Regions from separate parts of the Hordeum vulgare genome. Here region 2 is linked to region 1. Evidence: chromatin contacts called from public Hi-C data. All regions are on one chromosome and are shown on one strand. Each heading gives the region's core, a stretch centred on a gene start, on an enhancer-like site or on the middle of the called end of the contact. The rest is flanking DNA. Distances are from core to core; before and after follow the strand shown.

What was found. Hi-C and Micro-C count contacts between places; a contact is called where the count stands out from the background.
Region 2: a contact with region 1 is called in a Hi-C map of leaf, with 4 times the contacts expected there. The contact joins the promoter of LOC123442809 here to the promoter of LOC123442806 in region 1. A contact is called at or near these places in 2 of 6 Hi-C or Micro-C datasets (leaf and seedling).

What each region holds. Positions count from the first base shown.
Region 1 is chr3H:32,930,061-32,933,935 of MorexV3_pseudomolecules_assembly, forward strand. It overlaps LOC123442806, which reads right to left and starts at 2,248. Exons shown (of 3, transcript XM_045118955.1): 1 at 1,896-2,248; 2 at 1,636-1,779; 3 at 623-1,186. The coding sequence starts at 1,910. The coding sequence ends at 1,073.
Region 2 is chr3H:33,542,631-33,547,014 of MorexV3_pseudomolecules_assembly, forward strand. LOC123442809 (protein RST1) reads left to right here and starts at 1,774. Exons shown (of 24, transcript XM_045118957.1): 1 at 1,774-2,482; 2 at 2,867-2,950; 3 at 3,634-3,910; 4 at 4,059-4,309. The coding sequence starts at 1,805.

The DNA of each region.
Region 1 (3,875 bases), core at 998-3,497:
TTCAAAAGAAAATATTTAAACCTGTTTGAAATATAAAAAATATTCACGATTTTTAGTAAATGTTTGTAAATTGTAAAAAATGTTCTCGATTTTAAAATTGTTCATGAAAGATCTAATATATGTAGTTAAATATTAATGCTTCTAAGTCTTTGTGAAAATATACCCGTGTGATTTTTGAAGAATTAACTGTTGAATGGGTCGGATTATTATTGTATGTTTTCTAAAAAAAAATCTTGAAATTAAGAATAATTCTTTGAGTTCACAAGATTTTTGACAGCCGTGATATTGTTTTTTTGAAAATGTAAAGATTGCTTGAACTTGTGAATAAGTTTAAAAGAAGAATAATTTCCTTGGATTTATGCACAAAAATTCAAAATCAAGCGATGATGTATGAACATAAAGTGGTCATCATCATTGAAGATTATGTTTTTTTTTCCGTTGCAACGCACGGACCATTTTGCTAATTTAAGTTTAAATGATAGAGTAGTGATGTTAAGCCGAAGGTTCAAATCTTCGCGGCGTCAAATCACTTACGCTCACGGAAACGTTTTGGGGAGGAGCGCTGCGGTCGATCACGTGCGAACCGTGCAATCTCATGTGATCTGGCGGAGATAATTGCACGTTTAGTCCTGGTACTCGCTGGCGCTGTCCAATTCAGTCCTTGTACTTGTGAAGTGCTTCAATACGGTTCTGGTACACGAAAATACGTTGTTAATACAGTCCCTAAGGTTGTAACCTCAGTTCCGGCAATACACGACCCTACTTCCCTTGTATTCCACGTCATCCTGGCCCCGCGCATCAGAGGGGACCCACCCGTCAGCTAGAGTGGCTCTGTTTTTGCATTCGCCCCCGTCTCTGCTGTCTCAGTCCTCTCCTCTTCCTCCCACCATTTGTATGTTAATTTGGCGGACGTGACGGTTGCTGCGACGACGAAGCTTCAGCAAAGGCGCGTGGAGACATCGAGATGCCGGTGGTGCCGTGTGATACGTCAACACTATGAGATGCGGCAAGATGAGACGAGGAGCTGGAGACGACCGGCGCTGGATGACATATTTTTCTGTCCACGCCTAGCTCAGACAGGAAATATTTCTTGACCTGAGACACGCATGCTTGGATCTGGAACAACTCCAGGGCAGGGGTATGTTCTACTGCAGCACCAACTTGAACGAACAACAGGGCTTGTCATCTGCAGGAGAGAAGCAGGAGCACCAAGGGGGCATGAGGAAACCGCATCAAATGAACAGAGAGAAACCAAAAATTATCAATACATCCATCCCCTTACCCAAGTAAGTACTCCATCTATTCCTAAATACTTGTCTTTTTAAAGATTCAACTATGGACTACATACGGAGCAAAATGAATGAACTTACACTCTAAATTATGTCTATATACATCCGTATGTAGTTCGTAGTGAAATCTCTAGAAAGACAAATATTTAGGAGCGGAGCGAGTATATAGCACATTTTTCTAATTAATTACTGTACAAAATGTCAGAATGCATCTCACTTAATGTCTAGCTGTATGAACTAGTACTAGAATTCAGTAACAACGATCTCCAAGAGAGACACAGGCAAAACAAGCTACAGACGCATGGCTTTGTTCAAACACGAGAACCTTGATGAACGTTAGCATTACCAGGATTGGCATTTCAAAATGACATCTTTCTCCACTCCTAGCTCGGATAGGAAATGTTTCTTCAGCCGAGACACGCATACTTGGATCTGGAACACCTCCTGCATCACCAACTTCAGCGAACAACGGTGCACACTGGATTTTCATCTGCAGCACCAACAGAGCAACAAGGGGTGCGTGAGGAAACCACATCAAATTGAACAAGGAGTAAGAAAAAGAGGGAGAGAGGTGCGGGGAGGAGAAGAGGGGCGAGGGGGGGTCACCTTGACGAGGTCCATGGCGTGGTCGGAGCAGCGGACGAGGGGCGGCCGGAGAAGAAGCAGCCGCTACTCCTCTCGCGGCGCGCGACCTCCGTCGCGGATAAGGAAGCAGCGGCGTGGAGCTCCTGTCCATCTCGCCAATGAGTCCGAGCTCGTCGCCGGCTGCGACGGCGACGACGCCGACGGCCGGAGCAGCAGGAGGATGAAGACCCTGCAGAGGCTGTACCGCGTAGAGCGCCGTGCTCCCCGGCTCGGCTGCCGCAACCGGCACGGGGTCGTGTTGATGTTGGGAGCGCACCGACGAAAACGACGACGACGAAACGGTACAGCGCGTTATCCACTCGAGCTGACGGTGGTCCCCTCTGACGCGCGGGACCAGGATAACGTGGAATACAGTGGAGTACGCGGTACCGCGGGTCATGTATCGTCGGGACTGTGGTTTCAACCTTACCGACTGTATTGACGACGTATTTTCGTGCATCGAGACCGTATTGAAGCATTTCGCAAGTACGAGGACTGAATTGGACAGCACCAGCAAGTACCAGGACTAAACGTGCAATTATCTCTGATCTGGCGGCCTGATTCTCTCGTGTGGTGGGGCGCATGGCCGAGGAGGCCCACCAATGGCTTGTCCATGCGCTGTTGCCGTCCGCATCGTCGGTGCCTGTCCCCATCGACCGTCCGCATCGTCGGTTCCCGTCCTCGCCGGTCGCCTGCATCATCGGTTCCAACCTCCGTCTGTCGTCCTCATCGCCTATCGTCATGGCTGGGGCACGTGCATATACAAGTGTTGCAACCGTCATCTAAAAGAGCTTCAATCATAGACAAAGAAAGCTTCAATCGACTGTGCACAGCAAGGAAAGCTGCAACCGTAGTTGCACTTTGCTACTACCGGCTAATTTTTTTGCTACATCCATCAAGGTTGACCTATGACCTAGCGATGGCTGCGACATTTTTCCTGCAAACGTAGTTGCACTTTGCTACTACAAACGAACTTTTTTGCTACATCCATCAAGGCGGTGTTCGACCTCGCGACGACATCGACGATGATTTTTGCTGCAACCATAATTGGATTTTGCTACTACCGTTGAACTTTTTTGCTACATCCATTCAACGACGTTGAATTACTGGTGGCCGCCGCCGACGCAATTCCGTTTAGTGACTAGCGAGCATCAATGCCGAGGGGCGGCGGAGGAGCTACAACAGTCGCGGGTGAGAGCTGCAACCACAGGTACAGTTGTTGCACGTGTTGAGACGACGACAAGGACAACTGACGAGGGTGGGGACCGATGACGAGGAGGGACGGAGAGGATGTGGACCGGCGACGAGGACGACCGACGAGGGTGGGGACTGGTGACGAGGACAACCGCCAGAGGAGATCGGAGGCGCGGTGACGAGAACCCCAAACGGGAGCTGCGGATCCAACCCGAGGAAGACGAAGTCGAGGAGATTTTTTTGCCTAGATCCGATAATCACATGGCTCGCATCCAACGGGTGGGACATGACCGACGGAAACTTTTCGGCCGGCGCACCGGCGCCTACCAGTCCTTTACGCTCACACACGGTAGCTTTGGTCCTTATCATCTTACAAGATCGAGCAAGTATGCATTATTTTAAGTTGTATGATTTCCTTAACATGTGTTTTATCTCTTCACTTATATATCTCTTGTAACCCTCCTTGGCGGAGTCATCATAAGGCCTATCTATAGGTTACCATGCTCAAAGTTCTCAGCCGCCAGCCCGTCAGGTTACCAGGGAGCAAAAACTGAATCCCTAGGCATCATACATCTGGCACACACGCCGACTCCGGCATGTTCAATTTCAGCGCTCTTCCCAAGCCTCGGATTTCCACCAAAAATCCGGCCATCCTGTTAGGACATGTACAATGATTGATAAGATAATTTTATTTTAAATTTTACATGTAATTTAGAGATGACAAAAAGGAGAGTCTACAATGGATCATCTCTTAGCCTTATCTTTTAT
Region 2 (4,384 bases), core at 524-3,023, 610 kb after region 1:
GATGCCCATACTGGCTCCTACATATTCTACGAAGATCTTTATCGGTTGAACCTCTATGTCAAGGATTCAGTTAATCCCATATGTCGTTCCCTTTGTTTATCAATATGTTACTTGCCCGAGATTCGATCGTCGGTATCTCTATACCTAGTTCAATCTCGTTACCGGCAAGTCTCTTTACTAGTTCCGTAATACAAGATCCCGTGGCTAACTCCTTAGTCACATTGCTTGCAAGGCTTGTTGTGATGTTGTATTATCGAGTGGGCCCCGAGATACCTCTCCGTTATACGGAGTGACAAATCCCAGTCTTGATTTACGCCAATCCAACAGACACCTTCGGAGATACTCGTAGAGCACCTTTATAGTCACCCAGTTACATTGTGACGTTTGATACCTACAAGGCATTCCTCCGTTGTTCGGGAGTTGCATGATCTCATGGTCATAGGAATAGATACATTGACATGCAGAAAAATAGTAGCAATACACTGACACGATCATATGCTATGTTCATACTTTGGGCCTTGTCCATCACATCATTCTCCTAATGATGTGATCGCCTTATCAAGTGACAACACTTGTCTATGGCCAGGAAACCTTGTCCATTTTTGATCAACGAGCTAGTCAACTAGAGACTCACTAGGGACTGTGTGTTGTCTATGTATCCACACATGTATTTGAGTTTCCAATCAATACAATTTTAGCATGGATAATAAACGATTATCATGAACAAGAAAATATAATAATAACCATTTTATTATTGCCTCTAGGGCATATTTCCAACAGATATCTTGGGTGTAGACATTGTCCTCAAGAAAGAATAGCAAAGTATATCAAGAGAAATCATCCACTATAATGAGACCATAATGACCGCCACTGAAACTTGCATATAGTTTCAAGGCCTGAATAAATCCACATAAAGATTTTTGGGAGATCTTGTGGTAGTCATGATAGTTTTTGACGATTATGCTTCTTGGCCAACTTGCCGGCCTCACAAGCACCGTAGAGATGATTTTTGTCGAATTTCACACCAGGAATGGCACAAATGTGATTTTTCTTCATGAGAGTTTGCAGATTCCTTATGCCTGCATGAATGATAGCAAGCAAGTGCACATGGTTTGGTTGTAGCTTTTTAAGGAAGAGTATCGATCTCAAAGACAACACAAGAATTGAAATTTTGCCTCTCGCAGTGAATTATATATTTCTATGCCTGTAAATAATTATAGACTTAAAGCAAAATGAGGGTGAAAATAAATATAAGTGAATAGTGGAGCATACTTTGAAGTAAATAACATAAATGTAAATAAAAATCAATGATTGAGTGGCTGGTGGACCACCAAAGGAGTAAAGTGTTCTGAGGGAGTGTGGAATCCCCATTGGTACGTTTCTAGAGCTCCTATGCTTGGCATAGTATGTTGTGGATATTTGAACCATAATTGATGATTATGCTGGAGAGAGCGAGATACAGACCACATTCTACTCGAAACAGACTTTGTTTGTTTTTCATTTGAGACTCACACGTCGACAGCGTCAAAACACAAGGAGAAAGGCCAATTTTTTTTTTTTTTTTTTTTTGATTTGAGGGGTAAGAAAGACCAACTATTCGATTTGTTTATGAGGCAAGGCCAATTATCCACACTGGCCATGATGGGAAACGTAGAAGATTAGGCCCACGATTGTCGAGTTAGGCCGCAACAGTTGGCCCATCTCATCTGGACGACTTGATCGGCCTGGTACGGGTAGCTTTTACTCCAGTCTCCCAACAGTCAAGTAGTCCACAGCCATCTCCGTCTCCGGCCACCGCATCGCCATGGCCTCCGCCTCGTCCGGCGCCGCGGCCTTCTCCCGCCTCGTCGACCGCACCCGCGTCCCGGACCCCACACTCCAGCGCCACGCCGTCGCGGCCTTCTTCCGCCACCTCCTCACGCTGCCCCCTCCTCTCCCCTCCGCCGCCCACGACGGCATCTCCTCCCTCCTCGCTTCCCCGCACGCCGCTGTCGCCGCCTACGCCTCCGCGTCCCTCGCCCGCCTCGCGGCCTCCCGCGCCGACCTCCTCGGCCCCGACGAGGCCCTCCCGTTCCTCATCGCGCCCCTCTCCGCCTCCCCGTCTCCCCGCCTGGTCTCATGCCTCGTCAAGGCCGTAGCCGCGCTCGTTTCCTGCGTCCTCCGCTCCGGCCCCGCTGGCTTACGCTTCCCGCCCCACAACCACCCCTTCGTCCAGGCCCTCGCGTCGGGCGCTGACGGCGCGCGAGCGGAGCTGTCGCGGCAGGCGGCCAGGATGGTGGCCGAGGGGGTCGACGGCGCGGTGGGGTTCCTGAGGCCTTTCGTGATGTTTGCCGTGGTGAGGAAGGGGGACACCGCGTTCGCGAGGGATTTGATCGGCGCGCTTGCCGCAGCGGCTACTGCAGCGGCAAAATCGGATGCGGCGGTCCCATTGCTGAAATTGCTCGGCGAGAGCTTGCTGCATTTCGGCCGCGGGGATGGGGAGGTATGTGTTTTGGTCTATTCCCTCATCGATGGTGGTATTCTTTTTTCTTCTTCTGGGGAATGCAGTTGTTTGCAAAACTGCGAGGAATCTAGGGCACATAAACAACATCACAGTCGTTTTGCATTTCGTTTGTGTTCGAGCAATGCTTGTTGTGGCAAGAGCGATTGCGGGTGTTACGGTTCCTGTTCCTATGGATGCTAATGTTATTGTTTATAGTCGGGTTCAGTTGATAGTGCACAATGCAGGGAAAACACATGAAGTTCATGCAGCTGATTGTGCATAACTGGGAATGTATTTGGCAGTGTATTTTGTAGTTGTTAAAGCCTCAAAGGGGGAAATTATCTTACTCTGCACATAACGTTGCCTGCATTTCTTTTTCTTCAGGAAGGGCGGCTCTGGCTTAGTTCTGTGGAGTGCTTGGTCGATGCATATGTGCTATTACTGAGGAAGTTAGCTCATGCTCAAAGGGTACTGCTCTTCTATGTTCTATCTGCTAATTTTGTGTAAATAATTGTATCCTTGTCTTACTGATATTGTAAAATGCAGTCATGTTGGTTATGAATTTAGAAACTCAGGAAATTCATATTCTAGGCTACGCTTGTGGAGTTAAAACACAGAACCAAACAGTTTGCTCCTGCCGTTTATAAATCTTTTGTCAACTACTCCCTCCGTTCCTAAATATATGTCCTTATAGAGATTTCAATATGAACTACATATGGAGCAGTACGGGTGAATCTCCACTCTAAAGTATGTCTATATACATCCGTGTGTAGTCCGTATTGAAATCTCTAAAAAGACTTATATTTAGGAACGGAGGGAGTATAACCTAGGAGTTATGGAAATGTATGGTGAGTTAATTTTATATATTTATACAATCGCTAAGGGAATACACCTGGGCATAGTTCGTTTGTACTGTAGGTTAACTTCCTAATATACTGATTAGTATGGTGCTGCATTTACACATGAGCCTCCTCTATGTTTCACCATCCATTGATGGAACTGGGGTAGGGAGCCAGTTAGGCAACTAACCAGTTAGTTATAGCCTTCTAGGGTCAATTTTCTTTCTTTAGTTTCTTCAGTTCAAATGCTTATATAATTCCTATGTATCAGCAATGCATCATACTTGTGCTATAACTTGCTTCTTTTAACAGCCAGCCTATGATGCCCAAGCAAGTAGTGTGGAGTTGCTAGAAATACTTTTGTCGCAATGTTCACTTCATCACCAACTTCTGGGAATGTCTTGTGCAGTTCTTGGATTATCAAAATATTTGTTTGCTGTGCAAAAGGACCTTGGGTTATGCTATCTTCCTGAAATTTCTGGTGTTCTCAGTTCTCTTTCCTGCATTCTCAGTGCGCTAGAGTTTGAATCTGAGCAACTGGCTGGATTGAAACTTCTGGCCTTTTTGATTGAATGGAGACATGAAAATGGTACATCCCTAATTTTTTAGAATCCCCTTCCCCCCTCTCATTTGCAACCTACAACTTAAATTTTTAATTTGCTTTTCTTTCATGTTATGAGTTATGACAGACACTAAAAACTTGGCTCCTCATAATATTTGATGTTCTTTGCTTGCAGCGCTCAAAACAAATGAAGTGGTACATCACTTCAGTGAGGAGCTTCTCTGTGTTCTGCCAGTTATCAACCTCGTTATTTCTCCATCGAGATCTGTTAAAGCAGTGGCATCCCATATCCTGTCAAGATTTAGCTTGCTTGTTTTGGAGTTACCTGCTTCTTGTTCATCAGAGCAACAAGACATTTCAATGGTCCACCACATAAGCAAACCTACCTTTATCCTTCCTAAACTTGTACATCATCTATGGTCCGAGGTGATGTTTTACCCCTTATTTTTTTGCTATGCTGCAACTCTGCTCGTTTTCCCTTTTTTGTGTAAAGCACCTAGT